3 separate regions of the Sus scrofa genome follow, and all the other regions are linked to region 1. Evidence: chromatin contacts called from public HiChIP or PLAC-seq and promoter capture Hi-C data. All regions are on one chromosome and are shown on one strand. Each heading gives the region's core, a stretch centred on a gene start, on an enhancer-like site or on the middle of the called end of the contact. The rest is flanking DNA. Distances are from core to core; before and after follow the strand shown.

Region 1 (3,438 bases), core at 532-3,031:
AGTGAAACGGTGGAGTCAACGTGTGCGTCCTTAAACACCAGACCGTCTCCAGGCTTCTCCCGCATTCCTCGGAGAAAACGAGCCCCGCGCATGCTTTGGGGGTTCGCTTCCGCACCTCGCCCCTCCCCCGCTCACTGGAGCCCCCGCGCAGTCCCCACCCAGCATTCCGGGACGTGTGTCAGGGCGGGAGCGGAGACCCGGATGGCTCTTTACCCGCCCCCCTCGCTCGTTCCACTCTCGCTCGGCTTTTGCTCCTTTCCTTTCTCCTTGGACGCTCAGCCAAGGGATTGCGCAAGCTTCCTGCTCCCGATCCTTCAAGGGCCCGGAGCTGGGGGCCCGGACACACCCCCGGGCAGGAGCGCTCCTGCCCCCGCCACTTGAGCCGCCCTGCCCTCTCCCCAGGCCCCCTCATTCTCCATTCCGACCCCCACAGAGCTCGCGGCCCCGCGGGCGGCGCCCTCCGGAGGCCGCGTGGGGCGCAGCAGCTCCCCCAGCCGGACGCTGGAGCGGCACGCCGGAACGCGCCGTCTCGCCGCCGGAGGTGCTAAACTTCACACTCGGCAGCTTCTTGGGCCGCGTGGGGAGGGCCTCGGCTCGGCTGCGGCTGCCACACGAGGAGCAGGGAGTGCGACTTCGTGACGAACGCTTGTCTCCTCCGCGATTCCATTCACCTCCCCTTCGTGCGGCCCTGCTGTGCCCTGCTTACATTCGACTTCTTCTTGGCCTTCCCCGCTTCACCTTTCGAAGCCCTTCTCGTGACCCCACGAAGTACCCTCGGGCCCCCAAGCAGATCTGGACAGCCTCTTCGCCCCCTCTCTGTCCTCTCTGCCTCTGCAGTATTGGCCGCGGGGTGGGGGTGGGGGGATGGACATCCGGCCCTCGCCCCGCCAAGGAGGGAGCCCAGAGTAAACTAGGAGGCTGTCGAGATCCAGGGTGGGATCGGAAAACCCTCTGGTAAGGTTCTTGAGAGCTAAGGGCCCAGGCTGCCTGCTCCTCTAGTCCCTTTCTCCTCTACCTCGCTCTCCCGGGCGAGCCTTTGCACCCAGCCCTCTCATTCCTCCCCGCCCTTTCTCTCCCACCCCTGGCCTTCCAAAACGCCCCAAGCCTCTTGGGGCGGGGCCGAGCGGCGGGGCACAGAGGATAGGGGGCGCGGGCTGCCCCTGCCTCAATTACGCCCCCTGCCGGAGCCCCCACCCCCCCGCGTCTGCACGTGACGCAATTGGGTGCAAAGGGAAACTGCAGTGGATGCTTCCGTGGCCCCCGGCAGGGGTCCTGGGGCAGTGGGCGCTGAGAACTGAAGGCGAGGGGGCTGGCGGAGGCTCTGGGCCGCAGGCTAAGGGTCGCCGCCGGATCCTCGCGGCCCTGTCAAGCTCTCCACCACCCGCTCCTCCGCCTTCGGCCGACACACCTCTCCAACCCGGTCCCGGTCCCGCTCCCTCCCTCCACTGTCCCTCTCCCAGGATCGCGGATCCCTCCCTCTGCACCTCTCCGGAGTCCTCCTCCTCCCGCCCCCCCCCGCGCGCCCTTCCTCCCGCCCGCCCCCCCCCCGCCCCACTCGCCGCCCAGGCCCGGGGCCTCCGGTAGGCCCGGCTGCGCCAATCCCGGCCGCGGCCCGCCCCCTGACGCCGAACAGGGCCCAGCGAGGCCCCGCCCGCTGACGTCCGGATTTGCATGAGTTCTTGTGCAGCCGCGGCCCGGGCTCAGTTGTCTGAGCGAGTGCGAGCCGGGAGCGGGGCAGGCGCGGGCAGCGGCGGGCGGCCGGGTTGTGCTGGGCGAGCGGCGGCGGCGGCGGCGGCGCGGGCGGCGGGGGCGCCTCGGCCGGGGCGGCAGCGGGGCGCCGGCGGGAGCCAGCAGCGTCTGCAGCCGCGCTGGCCGCCCGCGCCCCGGCGCGCTCCGGCTCGGCCATGGAGCTGCCAGCTGTTGGCGAGCACGTCTTCGCGGTGGAGAGCATCGAGAAGAAGCGGATCCGCAAGGTAGGGCGGCGCGGGGGCGGCGGCGAGGCGGCGGGGGAGCGGCAGCGGGAGCAGCCCGCGAGGAGGCGGGGAGGGGGTGGGGAGGCTGCGGGCCGGAGCCGGGGATCCCGCGGAAGCTGATGGAGTGCTGTCTCTTCCCCCCTCAGGGCAGAGTGGAGTATCTGGTGAAATGGAGAGGCTGGTCCCCCAAGTAAGTAGCGGCCGAGGGGCGGGGGAGCCCGGTACCGAGGCTCTGAGCTCCAGGGCTCCGGACCCGCCGGGCTGGTGGGGTGGTGGGGGGAGCGGACGGGAGGCGGGGTGGAGATGGGGTGGAGGGAGGAGGGGGTGGGGAAGTCGGTGGCAGGCACTGGGGAAGCCGAGCCGCCGAGCCCGAGCCCGGCGCCCTGTGTTGTGCTCCGCTCTCCGGGAAATGCCATCACTAATTTATGCACTAAAAGGAGCCGGAGGAGCTGGAGAGACGCGGGGCTGAGCCGGGGAGGCCGGCGGAGGGAGGGAGGGCGCAGGCACTGACTGATGTGCAGCAGAAAATGGCTCCTTTCCCCTTTCCCTCCACCGAACGGCTCCATATTGCAAAACCAAAAAAAAAAAAAAAATTAAAAAGCGACGAAAATGCAATTGTGTGCCTCTTCCCTCCTAGTGGTGCAGGGAGAGGGGAAAAAAAGGCAGAAAATGTTGGGAACTGTCACTGCGGCGCTTTTGGTGGGGAATTTTTTTTTTTTTTAATTTGAAATGCGAAGGCACCGGATGGAGACAGACGCGCAGGCACACGCACACACACACTCACACAGAGAGAGAGAGGCATATTTTTGTGTTGCTGAGTATTTAGGGGTGCTTGCCCGTGACAGCGGGCTCCAGGGTCGCGAGGGGGTTTGGGGGGGCCGCTTGGCTGACGGTGATCGGATTAGGGGTCAAATGGAGAATGGCTGAAGCCCTCACGGAGACCCGGGCTGGGGCGAGGAGGAGGGGACTTGCGACTTTGCATTTCGGCTGCTTTGCACGCAGGGTTCCTGGTGAGCAAAGTGGCTTTGGAACATGTCGCAGTAACATGCTTAAAATTCTTGACAACTGCAAAATAAACTGCTAGTTTCATTTTCCTTACCCCTCCCCTTTCTTCCTGCCCTTGTGTGTTTATTTTGACTTGGGGAGGGTGTATCAGGGACCGTGTTTGGCCTGCAGAAATTTACCCTCCCCCCCCACACACACATCCACAGCTAAATAGCTTTCGGTTCATGAAGACAGAGTAAGGCTTTATGTCATTCCCCACCTGGAGGCCAAAAAGCTGGCTCGGGTTTTTTTGTTGTTGTTGTTGTTTTGGGGGTTTTTTTTGGGTTTTTTTACGCTGTGTCCCCCTCCCTTTTCCCTTGCAAGATATAACACGTGGGAACCCGAGGAGAACATCCTGGATCCCCGGCTGCTCATCGCCTTCCAGAACAGGTGAGCGTCCCCCAAGCAGCCGCCTCCCGCA
Region 2 (3,632 bases), core at 457-2,956, 42 kb after region 1:
GGACCGCGCCGCGCCCGCCGCGCACCTAACGTTGGACAGGAGGCCAGTTTTCCGCTCTGGGCTCCCTGCCCTTTCGAGTCAGACTCCTTGGCTCGCCTTTTCTGTTCTCTCTCTCTTTCTTTTTTTCTCCCATCACATCCCTCTCCAAGGGAAACTGCTTCCAGCCAAGTTTATCACCGATATTTTAACTAAGTCGTGGGTTCTGAGGAGTGGGTGCTGTTACTTTCAGCTTTGGCGGTAAGAGAAAGGGTAGAGGATTGCTGGGCCCGGACTTGGGCGCTGTCCCCGTCGCCACCCCAGCCATGGGTCACCGCCAACTGAGCAGGAGCGTGTGTTTGCATGTGTGCACACGCGAGGCATCCGGAGCCGGGTCCTCATCCCCTTTCCTGGGCCCTACCATCTTTACTTCTCTTCCTCAACCCGTACTGGACACGGCATCGCTCCCCGGGTATTCTCCGGGAGTGTCTGCCACGCACGTCGGGAAGAGCCATGAACAGGAAGTGCGCGGTGCAGGCCCAGCCAGTTGCCTGGGTCTGGAGGAAGCGGGACGCTCCCCCAGCCGCGCCCCTCAACCCCAGCCAAGCTCCAGACCCTGCCTTGGTGGTGGTCCACGCCCTCCCCCAACACACCCAGGGCTCTCTTGGGCAGGAGGCGGCTGGGCTGGGGCTGGAGACACTTGGGGCCGGGGCCTGGCGGGGACGAGCTGCGCGTGCTGGCGGCAGGGGCAGGTGGCTGCAGGCGTCGCGGACTTGTCGGGGGATGGTGGTGGCAGGAAGAAGAAGCGCGCTGTCCCCCACGGAATCCCGGAGCGCGAAAGGCTCAGGCGGCGACAGCGGGCCCCCACTGGGTCTGCGTTCGGCTTCCGAGCTGGGGGCGAACGCCCAAGCCCTGCCCAGCTTGCAGGGCCCGGAGGGTGGCCGAGGGCAGGGTTGCGCGACAGGAGGAGACACAGGCACATTGATTTGTTAGCGGGATGGGGCTGGCGGCGGCAGGGGAGGCCGTTGCCATGGAGACCGAGGGTCGGGTGTGCAACTCCAGGGGAGGGGGCTAGGAGGGAGAGCTGGCGAGGAGCTCGTTGTTGGCTCTCGGGGTTCGGGCGCGGCCCGCGGCGCCCCAGCACCTGTGCATTGTGCATTGTGCAGCCCTGGCGGCCGCAGAGGGAGGAGGACCGCGCGAGTCCTAGAGGTGGGGGTGGGGCGGGCCGGGGTCGCCGAGGGGGTGGGGCTTGGCCGACACGGCCGCGGGGGTCCCAGCGAGAGCGTGGGGGACGCAGAGCACCGGAGAGACATCCTGGCGGCAGGGGAGGGGGCCACGGCGGGGACAGAGGGTGGACGGCCCCCCTGCCAGCCCAGCAGACTGACAGCGGCCGAGCCCGCCCTCCCCGCAACGTCACTTCCGGCGGCGGCCCCCACCTCCTCGCGCTCAGTCTCAGGAGTCGCCTTGGACTCCGCCCCCTGGCGATTGGAACGCGGGTCACGTAGCAACGCGGGGGAGAAAGCGAGAGAGGCGTGGCCCGGGGCTCGCCCAATCAGAGCGCGGGAGAGCTGGCCCTGGCCGCTCGGCTTTAGCAACGTCGTTAGCAACACGTGGGGCGGGAGGAAGCGCGGGGCCGGCGGGGAGGAGGGAGCGGAGCGCGGGAGGGGGCGGGGAGGGAGCGAGCGCGCGGGAGGGGGAGGAGAACTGACGTCAGCGGGAGAGTATTATGGTCTGTCGTGCGCTGGCTGCTGCTTTTCTGCTCCTGGAAGCGGCCAAGGGGGAAGCGGCGAGTCAACATGGAGCTTTCAGCGGTGGGGGAGCGGGTGTTCGCGGCCGAAGCCCTCCTGAAGAGGCGCATACGGAAAGTAGGTGCCCCAAGGCCTTGGGCCGAGCCCTCCCCTCCCGGTCCGGGTTCCCTCCTCCTGCTGCAGCCCAGCTTCCCTTCCCCCAGGTCCCAGCAGCGGCCGCGGCCGTGGCGGCGGCTCTGAGCTCAAGCGCTTTCCTTAGACTTGCAGCGATGCACAGATTGCATGGGTGGGGGGCGGGGTGGGGGGAATGAATACCGGTGCATGCACTTTGTGCAGCGTTTCGTGCAGGGGGTGATGCACCGAGCGCGTGCCTTTCGCGTTGGGATTTCGCGCATTCATTCGGTGCATGCATTTTTTGCATGTATTTCTATGTTCTCGTCATGCATTTTTCTCCGTGCACACACACATTTTCCTTTTTGCATCCGCAGGGACGCATGGAATACCTTGTGAAATGGAAGGGCTGGTCGCAGAAGTAAGTAGGTTCTGTGCAGTTCTGAACCCCAGACTGTTATTCGGAAGCTTTCTTTCTTCCTCTTTTCCCCTTTACATTGAAATACAATACAATGCAACAAGAAAAGTTAGACATGCATACACACCCTCCACTTGCTCTTTCCCTGCTCCTGGGACTGACGCCCACTTCTTCCTGATTCCCTTTAGGTACAGCACATGGGAACCTGAAGAAAACATCCTGGACGCTCGCCTGCTTGCCGCCTTTGAGGAAAGGTACAGGCCCTTCCCAGCTTCAGCTCTTCACTTAGGAACACGAAGGGTGGTTCCCATCTGGCCTGAACTGGAGGCCCAGTTGACTTCTTTACTCACACACCCCTTTCTCCCTCCTTTCTTTCTGCAGGGAACGAGAGATGGAGCTCTACGGCCCCAAAAAGCGAGGACCCAAACCCAAAACCTTCCTGCTCAAGGTAGGATGGCAGTGTCCAATGGGTGGGCAGCAATGTTGTTGTGTCAGTTTGTGGGAAGGGGGTCCTGGGAGCTTGTGAGCCAATGGGGTGTCCTATGTGTACCGTATTTGTAATCTAGGAGGAAGTCCCCAGACAAGCTGTCATCAGGTCAGTAGCACCCCTAAGGGGTGTCTTGGCAGGAGTTGCTTAGCCACACTAGAATTTCCTTATGGGACCCCCTCCCCCCAACCATTCTAAATAGGCTTATAGTCATATACAAGAAGGGTGCTTGGTGCACATGGCTGCTTCCAGAGAAATTCTCTACCCCTTTGTCCATAGTGCTATTCCTAAGCTTCACCCCCAGCCAGACAGAAATTTTAAGGCATCAGAGAGTGACGCAGGGAGGCTGAGACTGGAAGAGGGGTGGGGGAGGAGGGGGCAGTGGACATGACCAACCCTACGCTACTCTTGACACTGCCTTCTCTTATCACAGGCCCAGGCCAAGGCAAAGGCCAAAACTTATGAGTTCCGAAGTGACTCAGCCAGAGGCATTCGGATCCCCTACCCCGGCCGCTCGCCTCAGGAACTGGCCTCTACTTCCCGGGCCCGTGAGGGCCTTCGGAACATGGGTCTTTCCCCGCCAGGGAGCAGCAGCAGCACCAGCAGCACCTGTCGAGTGGAGCCCCCTCGGGACCGTGAGCGGGACCGTGAGCGTGAGAGGGAGAGAGAACGAGAGCGTGAGCGCGATCGTGATCGGGGCACCAGCCGTGCAGACGACAAACCCAGCTCACCAGGTGACAGCTCCAAGAAACGAGGTCCCAAGCCCCGGAAGGAACTCCTGGACCCTTCGCAGAGGCCCTTGGGAGAACCCAGTGATGGCCTCGGAGATTACCTCAAGGGCAGGAAGCTGGACGATGCTGCTTCCGGGGCAGGAAAGTTCCCAGCTGGCCAC
Region 3 (3,524 bases), core at 116-2,615, 59 kb after region 1:
TGTTGTGTCTAGAAAAGCAAAGAACAGGGCGTCCTAAAGCATCAGGCAGTGACAGGCCACTTCACAAGGCAGCCCGAGTGGGGGTGCCCCATTGCTCTGAGATCCCTGCTGGCAGCCAGGGCACTGGGCTGCTGGGGAAAGTCCCAAAGGTCCCACCCACGCTAACGATGAGCTCCTGGAGACAGGGGCTCTTGAAGCCAGCACCTTGTCCTCCAACTCAAAGGGAAACCACCACTCTACTCCCAATTAACACGGGGACTCAGGAGGACTCCCCAGTCTCCCCGGGGAGGAAAACGGATCCCAGTAAAATGGAAAGTTGCAGAGAGGGAAGCCCCCAAACCCTGGCCAGGAGCCAGGGAGGGAAGGGAAGGCTCGTCCAGGATGCAGGGAGGGGGCGGCCGAGCGGCAAAGACACGCGGCCCAAAGATTAAGAACAACATTGCTGGTGCCCAGGCGAACACGGGCTGGGGCGCCCGGAGAGGAAAGCAAAGAAAGAAAAGTGGGGTCTAGAAGAAAGGGGAACTGGGTCTGCGAGATCGTCTGCAAATAGAGCCCCTTCCGGGATGCCAAGTCCCCTCCCTTACATTAAAAAAGAGAAAAAAAAAAAAAAAAAAAAAGCAGCACTACATCCATCAATAGAAAGCTCAGGTTACAGCGGGGAAAATACGAACAAGAGGAGGGGGGCTCGCACCCCGCGGGGAGGGCTGAGGCGGGCGGGGGCGCATGCAACAAATGGGCGCGGGAGGAGTGCGCGGAGCCGGAGGGGCGCGGAACCGGCAACGGGAGAGGCGGCCCGGGCGCCAGGAACCTAGCTGGGCGAACTGGAGGAGGTTCCGGAGAGGCCTTCCAGCCCCGCGCCCCGCAGGCCAGTAAACAAAGGGCACCCCGTGCACCCCCTCCCGCCAAGCCCGAGGAGCCCGCGGAGCCCCGGCAAACTTCCCGCCCCGCGCGCGGACTCCCCCAGACAGCGCGGCCGAGGGACCCCCACGTCGTCCTCCACCCTCCAGACCGAGGTGGCGCAGGCAGGAAGGCGGGCGCTGCATTGTTGGGGACTCACTTGGAGGACCAGCCGCGCCACTTGACCAGGTACTCCAGCTTGCCCTGCAGGGAGAGAAGAGGCGCGTGAGCCGGGGCGAACGGGCGCGGGCGGGCACGGGCCGGGCCGCACGCACCTTGCGTAGTCGCTTGCTCAGGATGCACTCGGCGGCGAAGACTTGCTCGCCCACGCTGCTTAGCTCCTCCATGCTGCCGCGCGCCGCGCCCCGCCCCGACCGCGGCGCCCACCGCTCCCCGCACCGCCACCGCCGCTGCCGCGCGCCCCGCCGGCCGCACACAAAGCACCGCCCCCGCCCCGCGCAGGCCCGCCCCGCGCACGCGCACCGCCGCCGCGCGCCGCGCGCCGAGAGCCGAGGCCAGCCGCCCGCCCCATCCTCCCGGGCCGCCCCGATCCGGCGCAGGCCAATGAGCGCGCGGGGGCGGTGCCGGGGGCGGGGCGCTCATTGTTCAAGGAGGGCTCGGCTTCGCGCCCGGGCTTGGGGTCCCGCGCGCCTGGTCTGGCTGTAGCGGCGCGGGCGGTGATGGGGGTCCACCGAGCGCAGGCGGGTCTTTTGCGAGGAAGAAGGAAGCGCCCGGTCGTTTCGGGCCTGGGGATCGTCAGCCGAGTCCCGGTCTCCGGGGTGCGCCCGGCCTCCTCCGAACTTCGTTTTCCGGGCAAAAAGCCATTGTTCTGGGCCGAAGTGGGGGAAGTCAGGACGCGGCTAGGCTGCTGCTTCCTGCCCGGGTTTCTGAGGGACGCTGCTTGGGGCGCGGAGGGCCCACCCGCCCTCCGCCTTTTTGAACTTGGTCTCTGTCGGTCTCGGGCAGTCGTGCTATTTTGCGCGCGAGCAAAACGGGCGAGGGGGGCGGGGAAGGAATGGGAGACCAAGTACTTGGGAAGGGGATGAACCGCAAAAACCGAGCAGCCCGGCTCCCCCCTCACTCTCCTCAAGGAGAGAGAGGAGAACGTATCAGCTGAAAACGAATGGCTCTGCGTTCTTATTTTAAGTTGTGAAGAGTGGCACCGAGCCCCCAAGTTTTAGGCAGCACGTAGGGGGAAAGCAACTGCACCTTTTCTTAATTTGTTTCACGATTTTAAGCAAATGAATGTGGGGGAGACGGGATGGTGATTCGAGGAGCTTGTTCTAACCTAGAACTAAGTCTTTAATGGGCCTGCCCGGATTTGGCAGTCCGTGCCCTTTGGATCAATTACAGGCTGCAGAGAGACTGGACCGCGCTTTGGAATGGGGGTGGCCTGGAGTCTTGTGGGTTCAACTTCAGCAAACACCCTTTTATTTAGTGCTTTTGAGATCCCCATTCCCTGAGCAACTTTCCCCTTAAATCATTTAGATCTTGAATCAGAGCAAGTCGAACGAATAATAAAGGAGATATACGTTAGCCCTAACTTTTCCACAAATGAAGGTGATAGATGGCAGCTCTTTTTCCACATCAGTACGATTTTAACTCAAAAAAAATTTTTTTTCTGGTTTTGCTCCTCCCTTGGATGCAGCTGCAAAATATTCTCTCTGTTGAGCAAATCAAAAAGTCGTTTCTTGTTACAGGAGACTGTCTCTAGGTAACTGTAATCATTAAAACCATGTTTATAAAGGATTCTGCAGGAGAGATGTATTTCTGTCGTTTTAACAGGAAAGGCCTACTGTAGAAAATTTGGAACTGCTGGAGCCCATCTTTCAATTTCTGGCGTGTTCATTAGTTTATTTGGTTAAATGGGTTCCATTCATTTGGTATCTGGAGAGAACTTGGGTAACATTTTGGAGCCCATCTTTCAATTTCTGGCATGTTCATTAGTTTATTTGGTTAAATAGGTTACATTCATTTGGTATCTGGAGAGAACTTGGGTAACATTATTTGGTTAAATAGGTTACATTCATTTGGTATCTGAGAGATATTGTTTGCAAAGAAGGTGGAAAGAGGGAAGGTTGCTTCTGCGGAGGGGGGGGGGTTGGGCCGCTCACTTGGGTGGGGCTGCAGCCCAGAATCCCTGTTTTGGGATAAAAGCTGCGCTCCTGGGGTAGAGAGAGAGCCTCCTACAATCTCTCTCCAGCTCTTTGTATCCCCATCTTGTGGAGCCAGGCAATAAACTGTGGGGATGAGGCCAAAGGTGTATTTATTGTCATCCTGCAAATAGCTGGATCAGTTTCAACTCACATTTCCTTGCAGAAGTCATCTTGGGTGTGAGGTTTTTGCTCTGGAAGCTTCCAGTTTCCTCTTGGTGAAGTATGGCATCCCGGGATACTTGCTTAATATTTTTTTTTTTTAAAGAAAAGAAAGCTTTTAGACAATGCTTTCTTCCTCTAAGAAATAATTTGTCTAGAATTTGATTGTAACCCATTGGGAAAAAAAATCAATTTCCTGGAAGGTTTAATACATGCATCATCTATCCAACTGTGAACACCCAGTTGGGTAAAATAATGTTTAGATAATTGATAGGGAGAAACAAATATGACAGATTTGACTAGAATTAAATT

What was found. Promoter capture Hi-C pulls out the DNA fragments that hold promoters and counts their contacts. HiChIP or PLAC-seq counts read pairs in DNA pulled down with a chosen protein or histone mark.
Region 2: a contact with region 1 is called in a promoter capture Hi-C map of liver, with 3 times the contacts expected there. The contact joins the promoter of CBX8 here to the promoter of CBX4 in region 1. A contact is called at or near these places in 4 of 5 promoter capture datasets (fetal liver, fetal skeletal muscle, liver and 1 more), 23 of 47 Hi-C or Micro-C datasets (adipocytes, blood, brain and 12 more) and 2 of 2 datasets of contacts at active chromatin or transcription factors (alveolar macrophages and skeletal muscle).
Region 3: an H3K27ac HiChIP or PLAC-seq map of skeletal muscle shows a contact between it and region 1. The contact joins the promoter of CBX2 here to the promoter of CBX4 in region 1. A contact is called at or near these places in 5 of 47 Hi-C or Micro-C datasets (blood, heart right ventricle, liver and 2 more) and 2 of 2 datasets of contacts at active chromatin or transcription factors (alveolar macrophages and skeletal muscle).

The regions. Positions count from the first base shown.
Region 1 is chr12:2,519,132-2,522,569 of Sscrofa11.1, forward strand. CBX4 (E3 SUMO-protein ligase CBX4) reads left to right here and starts at 1,782. Exons shown (of 5, transcript XM_003131145.4): 1 at 1,782-1,973; 2 at 2,120-2,163; 3 at 3,342-3,407. The coding sequence starts at 1,905.
Region 2 is chr12:2,560,713-2,564,344 of Sscrofa11.1, forward strand. It overlaps CBX8 (chromobox 8), which reads left to right and starts at 1,707. Exons shown (of 5, transcript NM_001244499.1): 1 at 1,707-1,841; 2 at 2,213-2,256; 3 at 2,442-2,507; 4 at 2,635-2,701; 5 at 3,174-3,632. The coding sequence starts at 1,773.
Region 3 is chr12:2,578,971-2,582,494 of Sscrofa11.1, forward strand. It overlaps CBX2 (chromobox protein homolog 2), which reads right to left and starts at 1,366. Exons shown (of 5, transcript XM_021066506.1): 1 at 1,173-1,366; 2 at 1,058-1,101; 3 at 1-8. The coding sequence starts at 1,244.